Regions from separate parts of the Mus musculus genome. Here all the other regions are linked to region 1. A link is a contact called in public Hi-C, HiChIP or PLAC-seq and promoter capture Hi-C data. All regions are on one chromosome and are shown on one strand. Each heading gives the region's core, a stretch centred on a gene start, on an enhancer-like site or on the middle of the called end of the contact. The rest is flanking DNA. Distances are from core to core; before and after follow the strand shown.

What was found. Promoter capture Hi-C pulls out the DNA fragments that hold promoters and counts their contacts. Hi-C and Micro-C count contacts between places; a contact is called where the count stands out from the background. HiChIP or PLAC-seq counts read pairs in DNA pulled down with a chosen protein or histone mark.
Region 2: an H3K4me3 HiChIP or PLAC-seq map of forebrain shows a contact between it and region 1, with 6 times the contacts expected there. The contact joins the enhancer-like site here to the promoter of Ntrk2 in region 1. A contact is called at or near these places in 9 of 39 promoter capture datasets (the 3T3-L1 cell line, 3T3-L1-derived adipocytes, cranial neural crest and 4 more), 1 of 484 Hi-C or Micro-C datasets (cerebral cortex), 13 of 115 datasets of contacts at active chromatin or transcription factors (SST interneurons, astrocytes, craniofacial prominence and 9 more) and 3 of 9 other capture datasets (adipose tissue, embryonic stem cells and macrophages).
Region 3: a Hi-C map of neural progenitor cells shows a contact between it and region 1, with 1.6 times the contacts expected there. The contact joins the enhancer-like site here to the promoter of Ntrk2 in region 1. A contact is called at or near these places in 9 of 39 promoter capture datasets (the HPC-7 cell line, cranial neural crest, embryonic stem cells and 5 more), 2 of 15 datasets of contacts at CTCF or cohesin (embryonic stem cells and stem cell-derived epiblast-like cells), 27 of 484 Hi-C or Micro-C datasets (cerebral cortex, embryonic somatosensory cortex, embryonic stem cells and 7 more), 14 of 115 datasets of contacts at active chromatin or transcription factors (embryonic basal ganglia, embryonic forebrain, embryonic hindbrain and 6 more) and 4 of 9 other capture datasets (adipose tissue, embryonic stem cells, liver and 1 more).
Region 4: a contact with region 1 is called in a promoter capture Hi-C map of liver, with 7 times the contacts expected there. The contact joins the enhancer-like site here to the promoter of Ntrk2 in region 1. A contact is called at or near these places in 17 of 39 promoter capture datasets (the 3T3-L1 cell line, cranial neural crest, embryonic stem cells and 6 more), 1 of 15 datasets of contacts at CTCF or cohesin (embryonic stem cells), 5 of 484 Hi-C or Micro-C datasets (all in embryonic stem cells), 16 of 115 datasets of contacts at active chromatin or transcription factors (SST interneurons, embryonic basal ganglia, embryonic forebrain and 7 more) and 3 of 9 other capture datasets (adipose tissue, embryonic stem cells and liver).

What each region holds. Positions count from the first base shown.
Region 1 is chr13:58,805,857-58,809,181 of GRCm38.p6, forward strand. It overlaps Ntrk2 (neurotrophic tyrosine kinase, receptor, type 2), which reads left to right and starts at 1,841. Exons shown (of 18, transcript NM_001025074.2): 1 at 1,841-2,157; 2 at 2,529-3,084. The coding sequence starts at 2,873.
Region 2 is chr13:59,249,989-59,253,313 of GRCm38.p6, forward strand. It overlaps Gm34672 (a long non-coding RNA gene), which reads right to left. Exons shown (of 4, transcript XR_382532.3): 2 at 1,967-2,067. Among named protein-coding and RNA genes, the nearest start is that of Gm34672, 3.9 kb to the right of the region's middle. Within about 2 kb of position 1,468, at least 42 of the 459 cell types and tissues checked have an H3K27ac peak or open chromatin away from gene starts, as enhancers often do. A contact at or near this core is called in SST interneurons, cerebral cortex, forebrain and 2 more, where this site is marked.
Region 3 is chr13:59,226,956-59,230,280 of GRCm38.p6, forward strand. No RefSeq gene overlaps it. Among named protein-coding and RNA genes, the nearest start is that of Gm34558, 12 kb to the left of the region's middle. Within about 2 kb of position 1,721, at least 92 of the 459 cell types and tissues checked have an H3K27ac peak or open chromatin away from gene starts, as enhancers often do. A contact at or near this core is called in adipose tissue, myocytes, neural progenitor cells and 1 more, where this site is marked.
Region 4 is chr13:59,114,219-59,117,543 of GRCm38.p6, forward strand. The region is part of intron 16 of Ntrk2 (neurotrophic tyrosine kinase, receptor, type 2); the gene reads left to right. Among named protein-coding and RNA genes, the nearest start is that of Gm34307, 30 kb to the right of the region's middle. Within about 2 kb of position 1,518, at least 2 of the 459 cell types and tissues checked have an H3K27ac peak or open chromatin away from gene starts, as enhancers often do. A contact at or near this core is called in liver, where this site is marked.

The DNA of each region.
Region 1 (3,325 bases), core at 591-3,090:
TAAGGTGTGTGTGTGTGTGTACGCGCGCGCGCACGCACGTGTATGTGTCTGGAAAAGTCTCCCTAAAAGAACATTGGCAGCACAACTGTGTCTCCTGGACAAAGATGTCTTAGCTTTGGGGTTCTGTGCCTTGCCACAGCAGCAAAGGTGGCAGGCAGAACTGAGAAGTTATCTGAAGCTTGGGTGGTCCAAGCCCCCAAGGTGTATCAGGGCTCAGGGAAGGGGGTGAGGTGACCTGCTGGTTTTTGCTCCAGGCCTCGGCCGGCCGGGTGTTTTAAATGTGTAAGGATTATATTTCTATCCCTGGTGCATGACATCTATGTGAAAATCTTGCTAGATTGATTTTATTTCTTAGTGATGTTTAAGGCTGTGCGAAGACCCAAACATTTCCCCTGACATCATCCTTCTCATTTCTGGCCTTTTGCGGGCAGTTGGATGACTATTCTTATGTCTTAAATTGGACTCCAGCGCATTGTCTTGTGGTGCGTGGAGGACTTCAGAGGCAGGAGATTGTAGGGATCTGGTGAGAGGCGCACTGCCTGGGTAGCAATGTGCACACAGCGCGGCGGTTGCGCATCTGGAGCTGCAGTGCGCCGGTAGCGCAGTTCCTAATGCGGTGGTAGCAATGGCCCGAGGTACCGGAGCGTGCTGGGTTTCTTCTCCCCACGCGGGGGCACCAGAGCCCTCGAAAGTGTCAGGCACTGCGGCGCATCTACCAGATTCCCTTTTAAATGACTGCGGATGTGCGGGCGGTCGCAGCTACAAATGGTGAGAGGAGGCTCAGATCAGGCTCGCGAATGGCCCGCAGCGACCATTTAACTGCACCCGCACGTTTGTCACTCGACCCTCCGGAATCATCTCACGTGTCCCCACTGAGACTCTAGGGCGCTGCCGGAGCCCGGCCTCTCGGTAGCTGGAAGCACATCCTGCCTCGGGCAGCGCGGGTGCAGGGTACACGTTGGCGCACATGCACGCGCGCACACGAACACGCGCAAGGTACGGCAGGGCAGGGGACAGGGGCTTGGGTGCTCCGCGTGCGGGTGGGTGTCGCGGGGAGTGAAGCTGTGATCCTCAAATGGCTGCATCCTGCCAGGTTAAGGAATAAGAGAAGATGATGCGGAGCCATCCATTCCACAGGCCAGGGTCGGTGCAAAGCATTTAGGGAACCCACAGCGCGGCCGGCGCGCTCCCTTCCCACGCAGGGCTCTCTCTGTGGCGCAAACGGCAGGAGAAAGATCCATCAGAGCTACACTTGTGTCTGCAGGCTGTCTACACTTCTCTCTTGGCAGAAACCCCATCAGGAGAGCTTTGGAACCATCCACCCCTAAATAGGTAGTCCGGAACCCGGCAATGGTCCTTGGTTACTAACGTACAGCGCTATATATTTATTTTTGTACGGGGTGTAGCTTGTCTTCCCTATATTTTGGAAATAGCTTGCTTTCCCCTATGAGCATGGTGAGAAAGAAGAACGCGGCGGGGAGGGAGAGGGAAAGGAAAAGGAAAAGGGAGGATTCCTACAATACGAATCAGAGCATTTTTTTCAGAGCCTAACCAAACAGGGCTTCCATTTAAAAAAGGGGGAGCTAGTCTGTACTGCGATGTGGAAGAGATGTAAGAATTAGGGACCAAGGAAGCATCGCTGCATTTTAGATGTACCGGGGTCTAAAGGGGGCACACACACGCACACGCGCACACATGCACACCCGCACAGCTACCCCGCCAAGGTGTGTGCGTGCGCGCGAGTGTGAACTCCCACATGCTGCTGTCTGCGCCTGGCCGCTGGCACCAAGCCTCCTCCTCCCCGCTCGCCCCCAGATTCCCTCCCCTCCGCCTTGCTTTTGTCTGGAGGGTGCTATGCTATGCGTGTGTGCGTGTGTGTGCGCGCGCGCGTGTGTGAGCGTGTGTGTTTTTGGATTTCATACTAATTTTCTGGAGTTTCTGCCCCTGCTCTGCGTCAGCCCTCACGTCACTTCGCCAGCAGTAGCAGAGGCGGCGGCGGCGGCGGCCGCCGGTTAGAGCCCAGTCGCTGCTTCAGCTGCTGTTGCTGCTTCTGCAGCGCTCTGCTCCCTGCGCTTGCTACGGGAGGCCGGGGAAGCCGCGCGGACAGTCCTCGGTGGCCTGGGCCGGCACTGTCCTGCTACCGCAGTTGCTCCCCAGGTGGGATGTGCCGCGCCACCTGCCCACCTCCCCTCTCCCCCCGCGCCCAGCGGCCGGGGAGGATTCTGCAGCATCATTGGGGCCCCAGCGCTGCCGCAGCCTCTTTGGAGGGTCCTTGGCTTGGCCTATGCCATGGAATCTGCTCTCAAAGACCCGTTACCGACTTCTCATGCCTCGGCCTCAGGCTTGAAGGGAGGGCGGGCACACGGGGGGGGGGCACTAAGGGGCAAGTTGATGGCGGGGCGGGAGCTGGGCACTCAGACATTCATTCTCCAGGCTTGGGGTTCAGGGTGAGGAGAGCGCGGAGGGACTGTGTCCCAGTTGGTGGTGTGTGGGGTCTATTAGTCTCATCCATGTCTGTTTGTCCTCAGCCCTGAGGTGCGCACCGATATCGATATTCGTGCCGGTTTAGCGGTTCTGCGACCCAAAGAGTCCAGGGAGATCCACCGAGTGGTGCCTGGCGTATAGGACTATGCAGCCGCCTTGTGGCTCGGAGCAGCGGCCCGCGATGTCCCAGCCACTGTGAACCATTTGGTCAGCGCCAACCTGCTCAGCCCCAGCACCGACAGGCTCAGCCTCTGGTACGCTCCACTCCGCGGGAGGCCACCAGCACCAAGCAGCAAGAGGGCGCAGGGAAGGCCTCCCCCCTCCGGCGGGGGACGCCTGGCTCAGCGTAGGGACACGCACTCCGACTGACTGGCACTGGCAGCTCGGGATGTCGCCCTGGCTGAAGTGGCATGGACCCGCCATGGCGCGGCTCTGGGGCTTATGCCTGCTGGTCTTGGGCTTCTGGAGGGCCTCTCTCGCCTGCCCGACGTCCTGCAAATGCAGTTCCGCTAGGATTTGGTGTACTGAGCCTTCTCCAGGCATCGTGGCATTCCCGAGGTTGGAACCTAACAGCGTTGACCCGGAGAACATCACGGAAATGTGAGTTCCTTTTACTTTTTCTCCTGTCCCCACCTCAGGAATCAGGCAGGTGTATGTTTGGGACAGATGCTGTCCCACACATGGCAAGAAGTCAGAGACCAGAGAGATGGGGTACCTGTCACTTCTCTGTCTGTTTCACTGGCTTACGGATGTCAGTTGGTGAAGAGTGGGACTCTAAAATTCCATATAGACAGAAATATAATCATAAATTCGTATATATTATGTTCCTGGGAAGGAATTC
Region 2 (3,325 bases), core at 218-2,717, 440 kb after region 1:
GCTTGGAGAGTTGGGTCTACATTTATCCTGCACTCTCAGTTTATACCCAGGCACAAGGAAGGAAGGTGTGGCCTCCAGGAAGCACCGATTCTGCGGTAAATTTCCCAGTGTGAACTGGGTGAACTGGGTGAACGTGGGGGCTGGGGGCGGGGGGGGGGCCTCCATTGTCCTTTCCTCCCGCCTTGGCTGGAGAACTGGAGCCCTTGTGTACTTTGCCTCTAACTCTAACAGGCTTGAAATCTTAATAACATGAAAAGAAGACATTGACTCTTATTTTAACATTTAAAATCCTGGAAGGCGACATGTAGTGTGACAGACACCATTATGGCTCCCCTGCCTCCTCTTCTCCTGATCCTCTGACCCTTCCTCTTCCTCTGTCTTCTCTCTCCTAGATTATTTTCCTCGCTAATGTCTCCTGTGTCCACCCTACCCTTCCTCTTTGCCTAATATTCGCCTCTCATGATCTGATTTCAGGATTTTTTTTAGAACTTATCCACACTCGGATACTTTTAATTATTCCAAAAGCAGCAAGTGTGGATTGTAAAATACCAAGTGAAAGTAAGAAAATATGAACACTATATATTATTTCTTATTGAAAACACTTTAGACAATATATTCTGTTCACAGTTCCCTTATTTCCTTAATTCTTTCATTTCCCTCTTCTTCAATGAGCCTTGGCAAGGACCAGAAGGAGAGCTGTAAACTGAACATCACATGGGATGGTTACTTACACAGAGCCCAGTTACCCAAAATCCCATCATGGACCTGGGAGGGGCTTAGGAGGTCCCACTCCTAGATGAGGAGCTATCAGAAGTTTCTGGAAGGAAGAGGTATGGGGGGGCATTATTGTAGTGTGTCCTTACTTCAGTGGATATCTATACAGCAAAGTATATAAAGGCTGAATTAACTGGACTTAGTGGGTTATAAGCCAGAGAGAGAGCGAGACAGAGACTGAGACAGAGACAGAGACAGAGAAAGACAGAGAGAATATGAGAACATGAAATTGAAAGGAAGATGTGGAGTTGGGGAGTGGAGTTGGAGGGGTGTCTGGGAGTGGGGTATGATCGAAACACAGTATACACATGAATGAGCTTCTCAAAGAATAAGGACAAAAGAGGAGAAGAAGAATGTAGGGGTAGATATTATATTTCTCCATAAGCATGTATAAGATCCTCAGAGTGAAAAAAATTTAAAAAGAAAGAGAAAGGTTAAAAGAGAGAAAGGAAGAAAAGAAGAAGAGAGTGGGGGAGGGGAGAGAGAGGGAGAGAAGCAGAGGGCACTGTTTCCTCCCTGGAGATTTGTTTGTGAAACCCAGCACCAAGGGTGAAGGAGACATGTCTTCAACGGGAGAATGACGAGCCCAGAGGCTACCACATGCTATGGAGAGACACTGTCACACAGCAACTTTTGGTCAAAGATGCAGCAAGACCCAAATATCCTCTGTGTCCTAAATTCTGCCACAGTTGCCATGGCAACACCACCCTGCCTCCAGCCCCGTGGAAGACAGTGAAATGCAGAGGCTGTTTTCCCATCTCAGGAGAGGAGGAAGACGGCAGGAGAGAAGCACTGCTCTGCACCTGCTACAGGCAGGAACCTGAGAGGTTTGCGACTTCGGAAGGGTAATTCCTATCTAGTGGAAAGAACTAGCCTGGTGTAGATTCAGTTTTCCATTCAGTTTAAGAGACAATACTCTGGTGTATAGTAGGAAGAAATAAGTCTCTGAAAACATCGGCTGCTGTCCCCTGTCTCATCCTGAGAAGGCAGTCAGTACCCTGGGCACATGTTCAGGTATCATGAAAATGTACATGGTGGTGTGAGTGTGTGAGCTGGTGGCTCTGATCATCTCTGGGCCTCCTTCCCATGTTGGGTCTTCCTCGAAGACCTGAGCAGCAGTGTGCACACAGCACCAGGGACAGTGAGCTCGGCCAGGCACCGACTGTTGACCTTCGGAAGGTCGCCCACTCACCTTTGCATCCATTTGCACATTGATTAAGTGGAGATGCTGATGAACACAGTGTGTTGACAAAAACTGAGTCAGGTGCTCCACACGAACATCTCCAACAGACCCTGAAATATCACGGGTGTTTAATAAATAAAGATTTAACCCTTTCCTTGGTGTCCCTAGAGTGGACTCCATTGTTGGTTAGGGCAGAGGTTCGCAGGATGACAAATAATATATCAGAAGCCAAATTACAAAGCTTGCATGTTGAAATAAAGACCCTTGTGTTTGCAGTTCACAAGGATCACATTATGTCCCCCACTGAGTGACTGAGCCTACATGGCCTGCTCTTCCCTAAAAATAACCCCAGCAGCCACCAGAGCTCATCCTCTTGTGGTTGGACAATAAAATAAAGCTCCCTTGACCTGCCTTATGATACTTACCATTTAGACACCCAGTTCAACATAAGGAACCATTAACTCCTTTTAGAAACCAAGTTTCTGAGTTTCGGCTTCAGGGAGAACTCCCTGCTGCCTGCCACCCACTAGGCTGCCCTGGACCTTTGTGAACAGGGGCGGTATAGGGGAAAGAGTATACACTGGTTTTGATTCACCAACATCGACCTTCTTGAGTTTTCTGGCTGGGAAACTGTCTTTTCCTGGGTGTTTTGCATCTGTGGGACTCTCCCACCTCCCAGTCCCCAGACTGACTGCCCGGTCTCCTCTCTCCACTGCCTGCCTGGTCTCCTCTCTCCACTGCCTGCCTGGTCTCCTCTCTCCACTGCCTGCCTGGTCTCCTCTCTCCACTGCCTGCCTGGTCTCCTCTCTCCACTGCCTGCCTGGTCTCCTCTATCCTCTGCCTGCCTGGTCTCCTCTCTCCACTGCCTGCCTGGTCTCCTCTCTCCACTGCCTGCCTGGTCTCCTCTATCCTCTGCCTGCCTGGTCTCCTCTCTCCACTGCCTGCCTGGTCTCCTCTCTCCACTGCCTGCCTGGTCTCCTCTCTCCACTGCCTGCCTGGTCTCCTCTCTCCACTGCCTGCCTGGTCTCCTCTCTCCACTGCCTGCCTGGTCTCTCTCCACTGCCTGCCTGGTCTCCTCTCTCCACTGCCTGCCTGGTCTCCTCTCTCCACTGCCTGCCTGGTCTCCTCTCTCCACTGCCTGCCTGGTCTCCTCTCTCCACTGCCTGCTTGGTCTCCTCTCTCCACTGCCTGCATCTCTTACTTTGAATCCCTGCTGTTCACCTGCACTTTCTATGCTTCTGACCCAGAGTGCCTGACTCAGCCTGAAGCTCCCTGGATGTCCCTGGCAGGAGTCACATGCAATGTCCCCAGACCCAAGGTCTTCTATTCTCGGGTCCCTGTTGTCTTACGAGGTTTGTCTCATTAGGA
Region 3 (3,325 bases), core at 471-2,970, 420 kb after region 1:
GTGTTAACTTTATATTAACGGGAAATTCATGTGTTTTCCCCCTTATAAAATTATCCTTTAAAGTTTCTCAAAATGCACTGTGTCTACACAAATCCAATACAAGCCTGTGGATTTCCACACCAGTTCTTAATTCTGACAAAACCCTCACTAACATGTGGTTTTAAATTAAAAGCCATCTACGTGCCATAAAATCCACATCCTAACTCGATGCTGAGAAGCAAACCCAGGATCTTGTGCTTATGAGAGTCCTCTGTCCCTGAGCAACTCCCCAAGTCCTGAAAACTCACAATCTTAATAATTCACTTAACATTTGTTTGTTTGTTTGTTTGTTTGTTTGTTTGTGACTCTCCAGGTTATGCAACCATCACTAACATTCAACTTTAGATTACAATAAATACCATGTCCTTTGGAGGCCACTCCCCAGCCCCATACGCGCCTCTCATAATCAGCTCTTACACTTTTTTTGTAATGTATTTTTCTGTCCTGAATATTGAAATGAAGTAGAATCTCTTCCTTAGCTCTCTGTGTGTGGCTTTTATAATTGAGCATAATGTTCTCACATTTCAACCTCTCCTCGCTTCTGTCAATGAGGGATGGACAGACAACATGAATCTATTCACCAGCCTGACCACGGATGTCCTAATTGTCAGTGCTTGCAAACAATGTTGTGAACATTCGCATACAGCTTTTCCTATGGATATCTATCTTCAGTTCCCTTGTGCGCAGAAGCAGGAGCACTGTGGCTGTGCACTGTAGTAACTGTTTAAGCTCTGAAGGATGCACCAGGCTGTTAGCATCTGCCCCCGCCAGCGATCTCGCCACAGTTTCCTAAAGGAGAGTTTATCTTACAAATGAAGAAAAGTAAACCCCTGTGGAAGTAGAGCCATAAAGAGCTTTATCTATTCCGAGTCACACACCGAAGGGTCCTGGGAACAATATTATCCTTGCCCAGAGATGTTGAGCTCTTAGGCTTGGCCGAAAGAGCACTCTTTCATCCTTACGTCTGAAGTTAGCGGGTTTCGGAATTTGCTTTTCTTTCTTGTCTTGTCTGACTCCATGGAACACAGCCTCTTCATATCTGAGCTGGGTCTGACTTTGAATCCTGACCTGGTTCATCACAAGGACAAAACTTGGTGAGCACTCTTGGCCCCAGGCAAACATACCCCCTCCTGCAGCTGACCTGATTGGCTACTGGTATCCTTTCTAAAAGTGCCGGAAGGCTTAAGTATCTCACTCAGATAATGTGGTCTTTGAGCCAGCACAGAGCGTCAGCCCAGGCCAGGTGCTGAGGAAGCAGGAAGAAGGAAGTAAAATAAGAAACTCTGTGGCCTGTGCCCAGATAGTTCTCCAGGCAACTTGCCAAGGGCAAGTGTCACAGCTGACAAGGGTACCTGTGGGAGTGACTGGAGAGAAATGCATGATGGCTTGGTCAGGGTTTTACTTCTTGGCTCCGTCTTCCAGGGCTTAAGCAATCAGTGAGTTGAGTAATGGGGCCTGTGGACTTCTCACACCACCCCGTGGGACTCTTGTGTTTTGAGCATGTTTCAGCCAGCCTGTGGGGGACAGTCATCTCGCTTGTCCCTTGGAGGCTGGCTTTGGTGTGGTTTCACGCCAAGCCTCTCAACTGTGCCTTTTAAAGTTTCATCACCTCCAACCAGCTGCTCCTCCCTGTCTGTGGTTTACCGTCCGGCAGCCTGTGAGGAGATTAATAATCTCACGGCTAATGAGATCAGGATTCTAACAGAAGCAGAAGCAGGCAGCCCACTCTGAGTAGGCATGGAGAGCGTTCTCTGGTAGGCTGGGTCTGTCAAGTTCTGGAAGTCTAAGAGCTGCCTCCTCTGTGTCTCTCAGGGATAGCAACGACCTGAGAGTCGAAGTTCTAACTACTCTTAGCCCAGTACTAACAAAGCTCTGGTTCTGATACCAGATCAGCCTTTGGGCTTGTTGTTTTCCCTAAAAGAAATGAATTTGTTCAGAAGTGTGTGTGTGTGTGTGTGTGTGTGTGTGTGTGTGTGTGTGTGTGTGTGTGCGCTTAAACCTGGGTCTCCTTAGCCCCAGCTGGGCCCTCAATCTACCTACCCTCCAGTTCACATATAAAACTTAACTGCTAATGTGAAGCAGTGGGTCCAGCATTCTTAGGGTGTGGTGGGGACTTAAAGTAAAGCGTTCCTTGTTGGCCTCAGAGCCTGCCTACCAGGGCTTTGAGGAAGGAGCTTACCCCTCCCACCTTCTTTTGCCCTCTGCCTTTCACCATGTGAGAGTACAGTCAGTCAAGAATGCCCTCCTTGATGCCATGTGCCAGCACCTTGTCTTTAGCAACTCTGCCTTTAGAGCTGTGGGAAATACAGTTTTGTCACTTAACATATTGCTCCATCTGTGACCATGTGTCACAGCCAGACCAGGCCTATACTATTTCAGTATCCATCAGATGTGTCCCACATGCACTCATAGATGTGTCACCATCCATCTCTGGGTGAAGCCCTACAGGCCTACAGACAAACCCCGCCCTCTCGTTCTGCACCGCTGGACTCTCCTGCAGCAGCTTCTTCTGGGCTTGGGAACTGCTGTTCGCAGCCACGGGGCTTTGTTTGCTTGTTGTTTTGTTTTCTTGGATTTTTGTTTGTTTTGATTTTTTAAAAGATTGATTGATTGATTGATTGATTTACTATATGTAAGTACACTGTAGCTGTCTTCAGACATCCCAGAAGAGGGCATCAGATCTCATTTCGGATGGTTGTGAGCCAGCATGTGGTTGCTGGGATTTGAACTCAAGACCTTCAGAAGAGCATTCAGAGCTCTTAACCACTGAGCCATCTCTCCAGCCCTTGATTTTTTTTTTTTTATTCTTAGATAAAAACTGTCCTGTTATACTTCCCATGCTGGCCTCAAATCCACGTTGCCACATCTGCTTCATACATTCTTACTAGGAAAGGAAAGGCAGCAGTCAGCGACCCCCGTATGTGCCTGTGTGTGTGCGGTTTATCTCTTAATTGTGTGAGGTGGGGCTGGAGAGATGGCTGGGAGGTTAAGAGCGCTCACTGCTCTTGTAGAACTCCTTGGTCCAGTCCACATGGTAACTAACTCTCTGTAACTCCAGCTCCTGCAGGTCTGATGCCCCCTCTGACATGCTCGGGCTCTTGCACAGACATGGTGCACATGTATACACCCTGGCACACATGCATGCACGTAAAATACAATGAATAAGTATCTTAAAAATAGTTACAATTGTGAAGTGTGGCTGCTGTAACCTAGAGATCCTTGGGCTTCAGTCCGCCTAAGTGGTGCTCTCTGCTCACAGTCAACTTCACTCCAAACCCCTAGCTTC
Region 4 (3,325 bases), core at 268-2,767, 310 kb after region 1:
TGTCAACAATCCTTGCTACCTGGAGTCCCACTTGTGATGCCAGGAGTTTTGTCCGCTGTTGAGTGTTTGATGCAGAGGGCTCAGTTCACAATGGGCAACGCCAGGGTGGTCCTGGTTCTATAAGAAAGCAGGCGGAGTCAGTCATGAGAAGCAAGCCAATAAGCAGTGTCCAGCAACGGCCTCTCCAGTTGATGCTTCCTGCTTTCTGCCTGGAGTTAGTTCGACACTGATTTCCACAGATGATGAACTACAAGCTGAAGGACAGAACACTTGATTCTCTCCCTGAGATTCTTTCGGTCATGGTGCTTTACCACAGCAATAGAAGCCTTGACTGAGATGCCGCTCCATCTGGATTATTTCTATAGCAATACTTCACACCAGAATTTGTCACCAAACCACCACAACACAGTAACTTTAGCACAGAGAACGCTGCGGGTATATACCTCTGCAGCTTTTCTTACCTTTCCTCAGAACCCTATCCCATCCCTGTGGCTTGTCACCATGAGAATGTCCTGTACTAAATATCATTTGGTCTCATGGGTTGGTCACCACAAATGCTCATGAAGGAGAAAAGTGGTTTAGGAACATTGAACATTTAAAGATGGAGCTTAACACTATATGGAATCTAAGTGCACATATGTGCAATCCCCACAGTTGGCCAGCAGGTGGCATCAGATCCCCTGGAACTGGAGTGACAGATGGTTGTGAGCTTCCATGTGAGCACTGGGAACCAATCCTGGGTCCCATGGAAAGTGGTAAATCCTCTTAATCATTGAGCCATCTCTCCAGCCCTTAATTTCATTTTGCCTAAAGAATTCTTGTGTCTCGATCCAAAAGAAATTTCCTGCCATCACTGTGACTGCAGCCGCACACTCTAATGGGAGAAGATGTATTACTTTCCCTCAAAGTCAAATGCAAACCAAGAAGAAAGCCGTAACAACTCAAACCAAGAACTCTAGGCCCTTTAGACGATGAACAGTGCACAAGCCGATGGCACAGAGCTCAGCCCTAAACTATGGGTTACTTGAGGTCATGGGAACTCTAGGCAGCTATTGTGCCTTGTCCCATCTTGTTAGGAGATTCCAGGGTCTTCCCACTCTCCCTTAGCTACGCTGAGGAAACTTGGGCAGAGCCTGGCCTACCACCTGCACTATGAATGATCTGATCCCAATCTAAAATGGCAGCAGCGTCAATTGGGCCAGTGGGATCAGCGGTGTCAGCCGGTCAAACATCCACTTGGGCCATGATAATCTTACAAGAGGCCACAGACTTAGATGCTGAGTCATAATGGCCCACCTCCTAGTCCTCATATCTGCTCAGTTCCTCTGAACCACAGTGGCCTCTGAAGGGAGGCGCTGCTGAGGCGAGATACTGGACTCCGTGTGTTGTGTGGAAAAAGTCCTCGGTGAAATCGGTGTTCTGATTCGGCTCACCGGCACATCTAGCGTCTGAGTGTCAGAGGGCAGCAGTGTGTGGCATTCTTCAATCCGTACGACAGCCTGCCTCACTCTGGCAGGACAGAGATGACGTAACGGTGTAAAGGGCACTTGGAAAACACTATCGTTAACAGGAAGTTTGCAGACATCCTCTCTGGCTAATGCTACAGTATTTGGCCTTGGAGTCACTAAGCTTATGACCAGATTGCTTCTATAAATATGAAGAAGTAAACATGAATATTCAAGGTTTTAAATATCAGCAGTTTCGGGGTTGGTTATAATCAGTTTTGGAAGTGCAAGAGATGGTAGGGTGGCCAGACAGGCATCAGAACTTCTCCTGGATGACCCGGGGCTGCTTCACTGAGGAGTTAAAAACAAGGGCTGGATTTCCCTCCTGGCAGTATGCCCCCATTCAATACCAGCCCTGTGGGAGCCCTAGCTCATGCTTCCCGACAGAACCCTCATCCTTCTGGATGTGGTCACAGCCCACAGTCCAACCACAAGGCTCCCCAGGTTGTTCTTCCAGGGGGAAAACCTTGCTTGGCTCTGCTGTGTTTAATCCTCTCACACAGATGCGGTTGTCCATAGCGAGCAACTGAGGCCCAACCGCTGCTTAAAGTTTGCAGCTTTTATTAATTTTTTAAGGAACAGATCGAGGCAGATTGCCCGAGCAAAGCAGTCATGTGTGTGCATGATGTGGAGGTCCAGGAGCCCTTTCAATATTTAATGCAACCAAAAGCCTCTGGCAGCCGATCATCTCTTAATGGGGCTTGCCCTTTGGCCATCTTCTTTCTGAGGGAGTCAACTGTCTGGCTTCCAAACAAGTTGTCACTCACTTAGTGAGTAACTACCACAAGCTACAAGTGGCCCCCCAGGCATCATTGGTCTTTGTTGGTCGAGTTTAGAAGGTCCCAGGTCTTCAAACACGTGTGGTTTCAGAGTGAGCCAGACACTGGCATGGGTTCTGTTCTTGCCTCCCTGTGAGCCTCCACTCAACACAGAATGAAATCCGTCAGGGAACTGGATGGTAGGGCTGAGAATTTCTATGTGAAAAGACAAGAGACAAGCTGGGGGCAACTAAGCACTGTCCTGGTAGTTGAACTGCATTCATACCAGAGGGGTCTTAGGAGAGGTGCCAAGCATCAGAATTGGTTCTGGACTGACCTGACTGACAGCTAGCATTCCTGAGAACAGTGGCTGCAGAGAGGAGAAAGGTGAGTGTGAACCAAGAGGGCGGCACTGCACTTTGGGAGAAGCCAACTGACTGGAACAGCTAATGGCTTCACTTCTTCCATCTCCCAGCGTGTCTGGGGAATGGGCTGTGCATGCCTCACTCGCTGTTGCCAAGGATAAAGATGGTGTGTGTGCATGCGTGTGTGAGTGCGTGCATGTGTGTGTGCGCTAGTGTATGTGTGTGTGCAAGGCAAACAAGAATGGAAAAAAAAAGCCTAGGCTGTCAGCGTGAAGGGGAGACATGGAACAATGCTTTTGGTCACTAGTTTACACTTATATTTGACCAGAAACTTCTTTAATTTCACCAAATCTTCGTCTCCTAATGGAGAAAAGGAACTTGTTGAGTCACACAGAACGTCTCACGGTTTACAATGACTAATGACTACAGACTGTATCCTGTGAATTTCTTAGGCGAGAAGTAAATTTTGGAGACTGGAGAGATGGCTGAACTGTTGAGAGCATTGGTTGCTCTTGCAAAGGACTTGGGTGTGGTTCCCAGTACCCAAAGGGCAGCTCACAACCATCTGTAAATCCAGACCTGGGGAATCTGACGCCCTCTTCTGGCTTCCACGGGTACTGCATGCACATAGTAACCAGGCATAGGTGGAAGCAAAACATTCACTATACATAAAGTGAAAATAGATATATCTTTAAAA